2 separate regions of the Lactuca sativa genome follow, and region 1 is linked to region 2. Evidence: chromatin contacts called from public Hi-C data. All regions are on one chromosome and are shown on one strand. Each heading gives the region's core, a stretch centred on a gene start, on an enhancer-like site or on the middle of the called end of the contact. The rest is flanking DNA. Distances are from core to core; before and after follow the strand shown.

The links. A called contact is a pair of places that touch in the nucleus more often than the background predicts.
Region 1: a contact with region 2 is called in a Hi-C map of leaf, with 5 times the contacts expected there. The contact joins the promoter of LOC111878016 here to the promoter of LOC111878017 in region 2. A contact is called at or near these places in 2 of 4 Hi-C or Micro-C datasets (leaf and seed).

The regions. Positions count from the first base shown.
Region 1 is chr5:247,186,209-247,193,350 of Lsat_Salinas_v11, reverse strand. It overlaps LOC111878016, which reads left to right and starts at 1,412. Exons shown (of 2, transcript XM_023874527.3): 1 at 1,412-1,691; 2 at 2,510-3,415. The coding sequence starts at 1,622. The coding sequence ends at 3,282.
Region 2 is chr5:247,027,157-247,034,012 of Lsat_Salinas_v11, reverse strand. LOC111878017 (disease resistance protein RPV1) reads left to right here and starts at 4,929. Exons shown (of 6, transcript XM_023874528.3): 1 at 4,929-5,085; 2 at 5,198-5,718. The coding sequence starts at 5,231.

The DNA of each region.
Region 1 (7,142 bases), core at 163-2,662, 160 kb before region 2:
CTCGTCGAGTTTCTGCCTATCTTCAAGTAACTTGCCGAGTACACCCATGTGACTCGCCGAGTACCACTAGCTCTTAATCCATTCAGTGGCTTTCCAAGCCATGCAGGGGCTCCAATCCATAGATCTACCCTTCTACAAGCTGTTCCTCATGTAAAGTTGCAAACTTTACGTGAATCTAAAGAGATCTAAGCATAATACACTCTTGGGCTAGGGTTTGGGACCAAAAGGCTTCATCAACAACTCTTGAACAGGGACTTTATGCTCTTTTGGATCATCACTACTCTAGATCTGAGGTAGCAACCACAGATCCAACCTCCAAACTCAAGATAGCACTAGATATACTCCCAAAAATCCCACAAATGATAGATCTAGATGGATAACAGCTCAAGCAACGAATCATTACCTCAAGAGAAGACTCTAACAGAAGAATAAGCCAAAGCCTTGCAAAGCCCCTTGCTCCAAGCCTCTTAATCTTCAAGGATCTCTTCAACAACACTCCTTCAAGATCCAAATGCTCTCTAATTCTCTCACAAACGAATATTAGGGTTTCTGGACTTCAAGGGAGAGTAAAGAGCTTGGGGAGAGGGTATTATGTTCTTTATATAGGGCTCAATCCCCGGGATTAGGGTTTTCTCCACACAACACCAACTCGCCGAGTCCACCCATGTGACTTGTCGAGTTGGTTACTTAACACGCAATTCGTAACACGACTCGACTTGCTGAGTCTATCCATCGACTCGCCGAGTCGACCTTCTTATTTACACCTTTAGCCCTTCAACTTCACTTCTAATTATTCGGGATGTTACATAGCATCATGCCTAATAGCAAGTAGAAACTTATTGATTGTGTATTAATAAATATTATCAACTCTTGTATTGGTCACGCCTAACAGAGTACTTCTCACTATGACACTCACAACGATAGATAGGAAGAACATAGAGACTTGAAGTGGTCAACAAACAATAGAGAAGTACATAGTCGACCATTCTATTCCTACAAATTAACAACAAATGTATTTCCTTTGTTTATAATAAAAATATATGTTTATAAATGATTTGTTAATAACAATATCCATTAATTCCATAGTAATTTTCAAAAAAGTCTCAATATTTTGGTTATCGGGTAATTTTTAGGAAAATCCTAATATTTTGAGCAAACTAACGAAAAATGACAGAATACCGCCTAAATCTACGAAACCGGCCAAAAATGATTTTTTCGAAGTTTTAGCTGGTATTCTGTGCTTTTCTGTAAACAAAAAATAATTCGAGACTTTTTCGTTAATTAGACTAAAATTTTAAGATTTTTCTTGAGATTTTCCTAAATGAAATTTAGTTTAAAAAAAAAAAAAAAAAAAAAAAAAACCCTGGACAAACGTCATCTGATATATTTTCTACCGGTTCCATTTTAACCATTTATTCTGTTGTGATTGATAGTCTTCCCTCTGACGCCAATAGTTGCCGACGACCAAGACAAAAGTTAAATCGAACTAGAGAGCAGTTCCAGATTCTGGCGTGGTGACGAATCGATACCTTGCTTCTAATGCATAAATCAGTGATCTCATAGACGATCCAAAACCAGTTCGATTAGTAGGGGTCTTAGGGTTTTCATCTGAGCGTGTGTCATGGATTTCCAGAAGAAGAGAATCCAATTTCTTAGTTTTATTGTTGGCGTTATCGTCCTCAGTTTCACAGGTACAAGCCTATTCCAGTTTTCTTCTACTGTAGTGTTTAGATTCTTCTCTTCAATATCTGTTAGATAATTGCAAATTTTTGGTCTGTATTCCTCGTTATTAAAGTTAAAAGAAGGGGAAAAAAGTATTGGTTGCGGAAGGAATTAAGAAAACAATACACCTTGATCTGAATTAGTAGGGAACTCATCATATAAACAGAAACCAAATTCGTTATAGTAACTCAAGATTTGATATGGTTTGGTGCATTTTGTGAGAAAATAGAGAGTTATCATTCCACTTTTGAGGTCATACTATGTGATTCAACTTCTAAAACGATATAAGTTTCATAAAACTTTAACAGTTGTATAAACTCTATAATCCGGTGGCAAGATTACTGCAATTAGAATATTCTAACTGAATTTAAACATGTCTTTGAACTTGAGAAGTACAAGGGTTGACCTCAGAAGTCAAAGATTTTGAAAATTTATAAAGGAAGTCAAGGGTCTTGGTTCTTTTAGTATTTGAGTTTCCTTCGATGTAGGGTTAAATGAATCATAGATTGGGAAACTAGATGGAAATATTATAGTAGATCCAGGCATTCACTTGTTACATACACATCTTAATAAACCCCTTTGTTTGAATCAACACCTGTGGATTATGTTTTCCATAAACCCCTTTGTTTGGATAATGGATATCAATCTTTTGTAAAATATCTTATTTGATTGTCTGTCGGTTTTTTGTATCCAGTTTTTTATGTGATTTATCAAGTATCAAGGGAAGTATTCTTTATTTTAGTAGTTCATTATTCCCTGTGTCTCATATATTCCTTTTTTTTTTCAGCTGAAAAATGCAGACAAATGGTTGGAGAAACGGGATCATCCCAAAGTGGAAAGTTCACCATCTTCAACTGTTTAGATGGGGGTTCAGGAACATTAGCATGCATAGTAAAAGAAAGTGTAAAGCTTTACACATACAACATCAGAACACTTCATGTTGAAGTAGCAAGAAACAAAGCAATCGAAGCATCACTAGCAGATGCAATTTCACAAGGCATGGAAGCCAAAGCTGCTGCAAAACAAGCCCAAAAAGATGGAGCCAAAGCTGCAAAAATGGCGACCCGGAAAGCTAAACGGATCATAGGCCCGATTATTTCATCCGGGTGGGATTTCTTTGAAGCCATTTATTATGGAGGAACTGTGACTGAAGGGTTTCTCAGGGGTACAGGAACATTGTTTGGGACTTATTTTGTTGGGTATTTAGGGGAAGAAAGGTTTGGGCGATTTGGGTATTTGGTTGGAAGTCAATTTGGAAGTTGGATTGGTGGAAGGATTGGGCTTATGGTTTATGATATTGCTAATGGTGTTCATTTCTTGCTTGGGTTTGGTCAATTTGAGGAGAATGTTGGTCAACGGGAGGAGAATGTTGGTCAAATGGAGGAAATTGTTGGTCAACTGGAGGAAAGTGTTAGTGAAAATGGGTATGGGGGTTCGTTTCTTGAAATGGTCATGGGTTATGTGGGTTCGTATTTGTCTGAAGAATCTCAAGTGTCTGAGGAGGCTGATGTTTTTGAAGCTCCGGTTTATGATAGCTTTGAGTCAACTGAAGAACTTTGATAAAGTAATTGTACTTTTATTGGTTCTATGTATGTGTAGAAGCATTGGAACAGTTATTGCAACTTGTTAATATGCAACTGGTTGTGTATGGAGTGGCATAAGTTTTTAAAATTCTAGATACATTAACTGCTTAGTTTGTATTGTAACATATATAATAAGTTATGAAGGGGTGGGGTGGGGTGGGGTGGGTGTAATTGGGGTATAATTTATTGGTGATTTGTTTATTTATTTTATCATAACAATGAGAGGTATATTGTTGGTGAGGCAGGGGCATAAATAGAGATGTTCAATTTGTTTCTTTTAAAATTTTAATTTCTTGAACAATGGTGACACGAACCTTTTTCTGTGGAATATGTTGGGTTCATTGGTCTAAATCCTAGTATAAACACAACAAAAATAACAATAAACCACCCTTTCCATTCTCGAGGATTGCTTAATGCTTTATGCTTATACGCTTATCATCTAAATCACAATGTCATGAATATTGAATCACTTCACTACACCAAATCGAAAAGAATATGGAATATCCAAAATTAAAATTTGGAAATATAAAAATGTCAAAGAAACATCGAAAACATGGAAATTATTTACAGTAAACGACTAAAGTCTTGGTTAATAAACTAAAGTCTAGTCCCAACTCCCATCTATTTAGGGATGTCAAAAAGTCCTATGGGACCCCGTTCATGTGGGGGTTCCGTCCCGTTTGAGGGAATTTTTTTAAAAAAATCGGGGGCGGGGGGAAGGTTAACCCTCGCTTTAATTTCAGGGGCGGGGACGGGGGTAGGCAATTCCGTCCCGAAATTCCCATGTGGACCCCGTTAATAAATTACACGTATATTTACATATACTAATTATATAACTGTAATAAACTATAACATGATTTTGAGTTTCCAAAATTCATAAAAAAACATGTTTTCAATTGTTAGTATAATGTTTTTATGATGCTATAACTTTTTTATTTTTAACATGTAAAATTTTACTATAAAAAATTATTTGTTATCTAAAAAATAACTTATTTTAGCGTAAATAACAACTTTTTTTAGCAAAAAAAAAAGGCAACACAAAATTAATCGGGGGCGGGGGCGGGAGTAATAAAGGTATTCGGGGGCGGGGACCGGGGATGCACTCCCCGTCATGTTTGCCCCCGTTGACATCCATACATCTATTAACTTTTCGAATGGATAATATATGTTTAGATATCAAAAAATCTAAAATATACGAAATTTTAGATATTTTTGCATTGAAATTTCGGATTCATATATTTTTGGACATTACAACATGACTAAACTAAGCATGAACAACTTCACAATCCTAAACTTGTTATCCGCACATTTATTCTCCGATCGTTGGGAAATTTCTAAAAAAGTCTCAATATTTGGAGAAATTTTTTAATAAAGTTTTAAATTTTATTTTTTTCAACAGAAAAATTCCGATTTTTTAACTTTTTGAATACGACTAATTTATTCACTTTAGCAATTTTTGACATGTTCAGCAGGTCATGAGACCAAATTGTTATTTTTTTCAAAATAATGATATTTTTCTGTAGATTTCGTCAAAATTTGTATATAATGTATAAACGTATTTTTTACGTATTTATATGTATTTTTATATATTATGTATTCTTTTAAAAGTTTTTATATAGATGTTTATGTATATTTATGTATTTTAAATGTATAAACGTATTTTTTATGTATATATATATATATATATATATATATATATATATTAAGTATTTTACATATGTTTTGTGTATTTTTATATATTACATATTTATATTTATTTTTACATATTTATGTATTTTTTTAGTTTTTTATATAGATGTTTATGTATTTTAAATATATAATCGTACTATTTTTATGTATTTTTTTTACTTCAAGTCGTCTTCACCATTTTATCTAATTCGCACAGCTTATTCAAATATGTCTAGATAGTTTTTCTACATACTCACATATTTTAAGGTTTTCTCATTCGATGCTTAATTTCAAGATAAGCGAAAAGAAAAAACTTAGAATATCTGGGTATGTAGGAAACCATCTAGACATACTCGAAGAAACTGTACGAATTGGATGAAATGGTGAAGATGATTTGTAGTAAAAAAATACATAAGTACGTAAAAGAAAATACAATTTTACCATTAAAATACATAAAAAATACATAAACATCTATATAAAAAACTTAAAAAAATACATAGATACATAAAAATATATAAAAATATATAAAAATATGGAATACAAAAATATGTAAAATACTTAAAAGTGCATATAAATACGTAAAAAATACGTATATACATTTAAAATATATAAACATCTATATAAAAAACTTAAAAAATACATCAACAACAAAAAAATAACACACACACACACACACAGATATATATATATATATATATATATATATATATATATATATATATATATATATATAATACTTAAAAATACATATAAATACGTAAAAAAATATGTTTTTAAATTTAAAGTATATAAATAAAAATATAAACATATACATATAAAAACTTAAAAAAATATATATAAATACGTAATAAATAAAAAAATAACACATACAAAATATTTAAAATACTTAAAAATACATATAAATACATAAAAAATATGTTTATACATCTAAAATATATAAAATACGTAAATATATACATATAAAAACTTAAAAAAATTCATAAATATGTAAAAACAGATATAAATACGTAAAAAATATGTTTATACATTATATATAAGTTTTGACGAAATATGCAGAAAAGTCTCATTATATTGGAAAAACTAACGATTTGGTCATATGACCCGCTGAACAGGTCAAAAGGGGCTAAAGTGAACAAATTAGTCGGTTTCTTGAGTTGTTTTATTTAAAAAGTTAAAAAGTCGAGATTTTTCTATTTAAAAAATAAAATTTAGGACTTTATTTAATTTCTTTCCAAAATATTAGAATTTTTCTGGAGATTCCCCATTGTTTGTTGTATAAGGTTAGCCTTCACATATTCTTAAAAACTGTTTTGTACCAATTATTTTACCGTGATTGTTTAATCCATTTGAAATAAATGATAATGACTTACTTAGGTAGGTAATTTATTTTTAATTTTATATACATTTAGTCACCTTTTTTATACATCATTGATCAATGAATTTGTTTTTATATTCAAAAAATATCATTACAACTGATTATTAAAGATTGTAAAATTATTTTTTGAACACCAAAGATATGTTCACAAGTAAATTATTTACATAAAAAGAAAAGTGAGCAAAAGTAAAATTTTGTTAGCTCATAATTCATTATCCATTCTTCATCTTTCGTTATAATTTTTATTAACAAGTTCTATTAATCGTAAAATATTCATTTTTATAAAATTTTATTTTGTAAATCTAGTTTTAAATCTCTTTCTTATATTGATAAAAAATAATTAATTATTAAAATATGATTTACCAACCAACATAAATCTATATATAAATCTATTTTTGTTCATATTTAATCACTTTTTTTTACATAATTACCAGTGAAATTAATTTTGGTGTTCACAAAATAGCTTTATGACCTAATTGTATTTTTTGAACACAAAAAATAAATTCATTGATAAATAATATACAAAGAAAAAAAATGATTTAATATGAACAAAATAAAAATTCTATACCCTCCAAAATCATTATCCCTTTGAAATAATTATAGTTCATGGTAGCATTCTAGATACAAAGAAAGAAATTTAGCTAAAAACCAACCTTTAACAATCAAAATGTCAAATCTTCGAAATTGCAATAGTTTACCCGAAAATTAAAGCACCCAAGAAATCTTCTATTGGGTTGTTAGCGGTCCAAAAAAGTCCAACCCATATGCTTGACTTCACATCAACACAGAAATTT
Region 2 (6,856 bases), core at 3,680-6,179:
AAAGGGTTGGCCTCATTTACAGCCTCCGTCGTCCCAAACCCTAACCAAGAAACCATAATCTACTTTTGGAGAGTTTTGAGCCATTTTTGTGCATTCTTTGTGATTTTGAAGCTTGTGAAGGAAGGAGAAGCTTGGGGATTCAAGAGGAAGCTAGTAGATCCAAAGTTTGAGCTGCATTTCTGACTCATTTGAGGTATAAAAATGATACCTTGGCTTTCTATTACTTAGATCTTCATTTAGGGTAGTATGTTGTCACTTTTGGGCCATATTGAAGTCATTTTCTGGATTTGAGCATATCATGAAGTTGTGACTTCAGATATAGGCACTCATAAACTTATGAGACTTAAAGTTGCCAGATTTATCAAGCCTTGGCCCTTCCCCATGCCCTGGATCTCTTATATAGCTTAGTTTTGGTGTTTCTAGCTTCATGACACCATGCATGGACGTAAAGTTAGCAACTTTACATGATATAACAGCCCTAGGGAACCAGATCTATGGTTTGGGAGCACTGAACTCGATTGGAAGTGACTGAATGGGTTTAGACAAAGAGAACTCAACGAGTTGTTTATGCAACTTGACGAGTTGGATCGTGCCCCCCCCCCCCCCCCCCCAACTTTTCTGATTCCTGAGCAAACTCAGTGAGTTTAGGAGACGACTCAATGAGTTAGTTAAGATTTTTCAAGTTTTGAAGATTAAAGAACTCGACGAGTTCAAGGAAGGACTCGCCGAGTTGTAGCGAGTTGTCTCGACTCTATTATAAGGAGGAACTCGACGAATTCATGAAAGAACTCGACGAGTTCATGAAAGAACTCGACGAGTTGGGTCGTGGTCTTAGGGTTTATGATTTATGGCACTCGGCGAGTTGATGGACCAACTCGGCGAGTTGAGTCAACCCAGAAAGTTGACTTTAACTTGGACTTTGACCAGAGTTGGCTCTTAATGGGGTTATGAGTATGAAAGAGTAATTAAAGGAGATTTTTATTTGTATGAGTTTGAGAGGAGTTGATTCCAAAGTCGATGGTAGTTCAGCTACTACACGAAATTTGAGGCGAGTTACCTTCCACTAGGAGTGGGTCAAAGGCACCAATGCGGCCCACTAGTATTGATCATAGTTGAGATGATTGTCTTTGTGATAATTGTCGGGTATGTCACTATCTGTTATGCTTTATGTGTTAGTATGTTATGTTATTATGTGATAGTGGTAGGGATGAAATAGTCCCTGGTTACCGGTTGAAAGAGATCGAAGGGGAGGCCAACACCCAGATATGCTAGGCAGTATATATATATATATATATATATATATATATATATATATATATATATATATGCTAGGGTATTATTTGGTAGTGGTAGGGGTGAAATAGTCCCCGGTTACCGCTCGAAAGAGACCGAAGGGGAGGCTAACACCCAGATATGCTAGGAAGTTACCGGTTAAAAGAGACCGCAGGGGAGGCCAACACCCATATATGCTAGGCAATTATCGGTTGAAAGAGACCGAAAGGGAGGCCATCACCCAGATATGCGGCGTTATGTGATTATATGGTATGTGGTCTAATGGGGAACTTAGTAAGCTTTGTGCTTCCGATTTTCAGTTTTTGTTTTTGGTCTTTCTTCTTCGAAGGGAAAGGAGCCGACATGGTAGCAGCGCATCACGCATACGATTTTCCGCACATGAGATTCTTGGGATTTGTACTCTGACATTATTTTCCTATGATATGTTTTGAGATAGTTGACTTATGGTTTCCGTGATATGAGGTAACATTGATGGCATTTTTAGTAATCTATTTTATGAATCTTTAAATTAAAAATGAACATTTGATCTTGAATTTTGGGATGTTACAGATGTAGAATGTATAATTGATATTCAATGAATTAAACTCTATCATAACGAGATGTCAAGGTTGCATTCAGTTAAGTTTAATGATCATTGAATTCTCCGAGATAAACTTTTTTTAAGTATACAATAATTTTTTCATTGAAATTTTATAGAGTTCAATGCATTGTATGAAAAAAATGGTAGAGTTTTATGAAAAAATTAATAATGATGTATCAATCTATTGAACTCTATAAGAGCATCCATAATGTGAGGTGGCAAGTCACGTTGTCCTTTATTAGATGAAATTTTACCATTATGAGTCTATGAGATGTCACATTGACATTCAAAGAATTTGAAGCTTAATGATGATTTGGGAAAAAGAAAAGTTTTATAATTCATAAATATATACTATCAATTAGTTTTTATAATGTTTTATTGAACTTTATAGAGTTCAATGAATTGTATAAAAAATCAATATAATTGTATAAATTGTAGAAAAATGATGTGACAGTTTATTGATCTTTATAAAGTTCGATGCATTGTAGATGTCCTAAAGTCCAACGTATTGTCGATACCCTAAAACCTAATTTAGTTAGACGGGTGGGAGCGGGCAACGCGCTTGCGCATTATTCTGACATGGCATCGGGATAATACCGGTATAACGCAATGAACACCACGCCAGCTAGCCGTTATTACGTGTTACGATACCGGACGTTATCGTGGCAACGAGAAGAAATGGAAGAATACACATCAATTTTTTTTGCAACCGTCATAAAATGGACCGGTGATGAACGGTCAAAATGTAAAAAAAAAAAAAGAAAAAAGAAAAAAAAAAACTATTTTTTTTCAATTTTCACTCATCATATATATACATTTTCACTTCAAAATTTACTCACCATTTCTCACTTAAAATTTGTACATACCATTTCTCAGTTCACTTTTTAGACAAAAAATCATATGAATCAAAAATCCAACACTCCTCCTCTAAACACAAATACATCTCTGCCTCTCGGATTTGCACAATATGAGTTGTACGCGAATATCCAACACTCAAAACAATTTTTTCAATCCCGCCTCACCCCCACCACAATTCCATACAACCCTTCCACAAAACCTTTTCAACACATTTACTACAATGCAACAAAAAATCACACAACCACAACTCACACAAGAAACGATACTAAGACACAAGCGGGGGGGGGGGGGGGGGGAGGGGGAGCCGAAAAAAGGCCAACAAAGAGAGAGCACGAAGGAAAGGGAAAACGATCGCGATGGAGCAATTGGAAGACGAACCTCCAACGTGGTGGACTGTGGAGGAAGAATACACGTTGGCGGTGTCATGGTACGGGACATCAAAAAATCCAATGCCAGGAAACAATATGAGAAAAGTTGGTTTTTGGGAAGCTATGATCAGAAAATTTCAGAGAATTTTAAAGAAGGATGCAAATTATCGGATTCATGATATGTTGAGTAGCAAATGGACTCAAATAAACAAGAAGTGCACCAAGTTCAATTCCATCTACAACAAAATTTCCTCGCACAAGCAAAGTGGTGTGACTGATTTTGATGTTTATAGAGCGACGATGGACCAATATCATGTCGAGACGGGTCACGTTTTCGAGCTTGAAAAGATTTGGGAGATTGTCAAGGAAGACCCAAAATGGAATAAAACAGACACATTTATGGAACAACAATCGAAGAGGTCTCGTGGCTCGGGTTTGGTCGACGTTTCGGACGAAAGCACAAACATCGACCTCAATGCAGACACATATGAGATACCTGACGACTTGAATGACATCAAAGAGATCTCCCCGCCTTGACGATCGATATGTTGCGACAAAGCGAGGCGGGCTCAACGACATGTAGAGAAAGGCGAAAATAGACGTCAAGAGCAAGCGGAAATGAAACAAAAATTTAAGGATCACAACGAAATCGCACGTAAAAGATATGAGTTGCAACGAGAATATTTGGAGTTCCTTCGTCGTGAAGCCGCGGAAAATCTCATTGTGAAGGATTTGACAATTCTTCAAAGTATCGAGGAGAATATGCTGCCGAGACGAGTGGACGTGCTCCGAAAAATGAAGGCAAAGATCGAACAGAAATATTTAGGCAAAGAATAATGTATCAGTTTTATATTTTTAAAATTATTAGGACTGTCGTATGTTTTTGGTTAATGTTTTTTTTTTTGTAATGTCGTTTTTATTTTTAAAATGGTATGTTTAATTAAGTATTTTAATTTAATTATGTTTTATTTAATTTATATGTTTTTAAAAAATATTATGACATAGATTAAAAAATAAAACAAATTAGAAAACTAGAGAGTAAAACATAAAAAAAAAAAAAAATGATAGATGTTATCACATATTATTCGATGTTGTTCATTTCCACAATGAATGTTATAACACAAAAATTATGACTAGAATGATGTGACAAACATTTTGAGTATGATAACATATAATAACATGTTGCCCACCAATAGTCTTAACATAAACAATCTTAAAAAAGACATCATTCATAGAAGAATTTGAATATCAATATATGGGGAAATTTTGATTTTAACATAAACAATCTTCAAAGAGACATCATCCATAGAAGAATTTGAATATCAAAGAGACATCATCCATAGTCTTAACATAAACAATTTTCAATGATGTAACATAAACAATCTTCAAAGAGACATCATCCATAGAAGAATTTGAATATCAATATACGGGGAAATTTTGATTTTGACGATAGCATTGTATTTATAAGATCTCAAAGTATGAAATATCATTGTTGTCAACTGTTTAAACTATGAAACATATTCGGAACAAATGATATATTTATTATTTTAAGTAATTTATCCACTTCTTAAAAAAAATTCCTTCTACGCCATGATTGTTCACTTATTATACAGACTTTTTCTATGCATAGTTTATCCCCACATGCATCTAGTTGATGTAATATACTAATTACATTTACATGCATAATCTCTGAATTGTTAGTTGTTTAATGCCAATTACTTAAGGGTGGTTAAATCAGCCAATTAAGAAATATAAACTATCATTTAGTCAACTATGCTTTATTGACTTTCTCCTCCACTAATCCAATATATATTGCACTCTTCATCATCTCATTAATAACAAGGAGTTCTGGTAGATACATATAATTTAATTCAACCTTGTGACTGCATCAAATCCTGAGGATAGTGACTACCAACTCACAACAAAAAGAAACCTTTAAGAACAAATTTGATATCGTTCAGTTTCCATTTCCATATAGTGAACCAGGTTAGAATTATATTCGAGTAGTATATCTATTTGAGTCTATTAGTTTATATATGTTAATTACTACCCCTTTCTTGTGGATTAAGTTGATTGTTAAACATCTGATTATGTGCAGGGAGCTTTCATTCTGCCTCTCGGCTTTGTTACGATGGTATATTTATCTTCACGTTCTGCTCACAGATGGACATACGATGTGTTTGTGAGTTTCAGAGGGGAAGATATCCGTAAAACATTTGTGGATCATCTGTTCAGTGATTTCAGAAGGAAGGGGATTTATGCTTTTAGGGACGATGATCAGTTAAAGAGAGGAGAAGATATATCACCTGGACTCTATAAAGCCATTGAACAGTCAAGGTTCTTGATAGTTATATTCTCAAAAGACTATGCATCGTCAACATGGTGTCTGAGGGAGCTTGTTAAGATCCTCAAGTGTAAGGAGATGGACGATGAATATGAAGTTCGGGTGTTGTACTACGATGTGACACCTGAGGTGGTAGGGAATCAAAGGGGTAGCTACGAAGAAGCGTTCGTGAAACATGAGGGTTATCATAGAAAAGAGGTCCATGAATGGAAGGAAGCTTTAACTTGGGCTGCTGACAACTTATCTGGATGGGATCTCCAAGCTTTGTCTAATGGGTAAATCCTCCATTCCTCCATGCTAACTTATTTTATATACGCTATATAAATTCGGTAAGAATTTCTTTTTTGTAGGAAGATATCGGCATATTAATTCATACTAATAATAAAACCATTAGATCAAAACAGATATTTTAATATTTTAAAGATAATTTTTTTTCACTAACTTATAATAATATTGAGGTTTTAATTCCTAATATACAATGTTTTAAAAACTGTTTTTTCAGTTGAACCGATATGGTGACTGGTTTCCGGTTTAACCGGTTCGACCGTCGGGTCAACCGGTTTCTATAGTTTTCATGTTTTATCTTATTTTCCTACACATACATACATATATAAACCATAAATTTGATGTTTACAAATTCAAACATTAAAAATACACATAAAAATAAATTGTAGATGAATCCAAATACATTAAAATAACACATAATCAAAGTTTTAGTGTTTTATATCGATCCATATACGTCAAAATAAAAAAAGTATAATACTGTAACGAAATATAGTTTAAATAAATACAACATATCAAAAAACTTTATAACATTTACAATATGTTTTTATTTAAAGAAAACTAAATGAAAAAATAATCACTAAAGTTTATTATGTAAATTGTTCTTTTTCATGTGTTTTTATTTGGTTTAACCGGTTTTTTCTAAAAACCGATCGGTTTAATCTGATTCAAAAATCAATGTAAAACGGTTGATAGTTGAACTGTTTCCTTCCCCGGTTTCCGGTCCAACCGGTTCAACCGGGCGGTTCAAACCGGTCTTTAAAACATTGCTAAAATATATAGATTATAAAATTTTGTTAAAATTAATGGGATAAATTTACAAAAGAAAAGTTAAATTTTAAATACTATATTCAATTTTGAACTCACAATCAGGTATCTTTTGGAAATTATTTTTTTCGTATTTACACCGTAAGAATTTATATATATCGGAAGTTTTTGTTAGTATGATTGCGAACACATCATGTTTGTTATGTTTGACCAATCATGTAAATGTAATACAATCTTTAAATTATTTCAAATCAACTTGTAATTGCCCTTACATCAATTCTTTATATTTTTAACCAACATTTTATTATTTATGTAGCATCTCTAGTACATTTTATTTGTTTTTAGATTTTTATAGGATTTTTT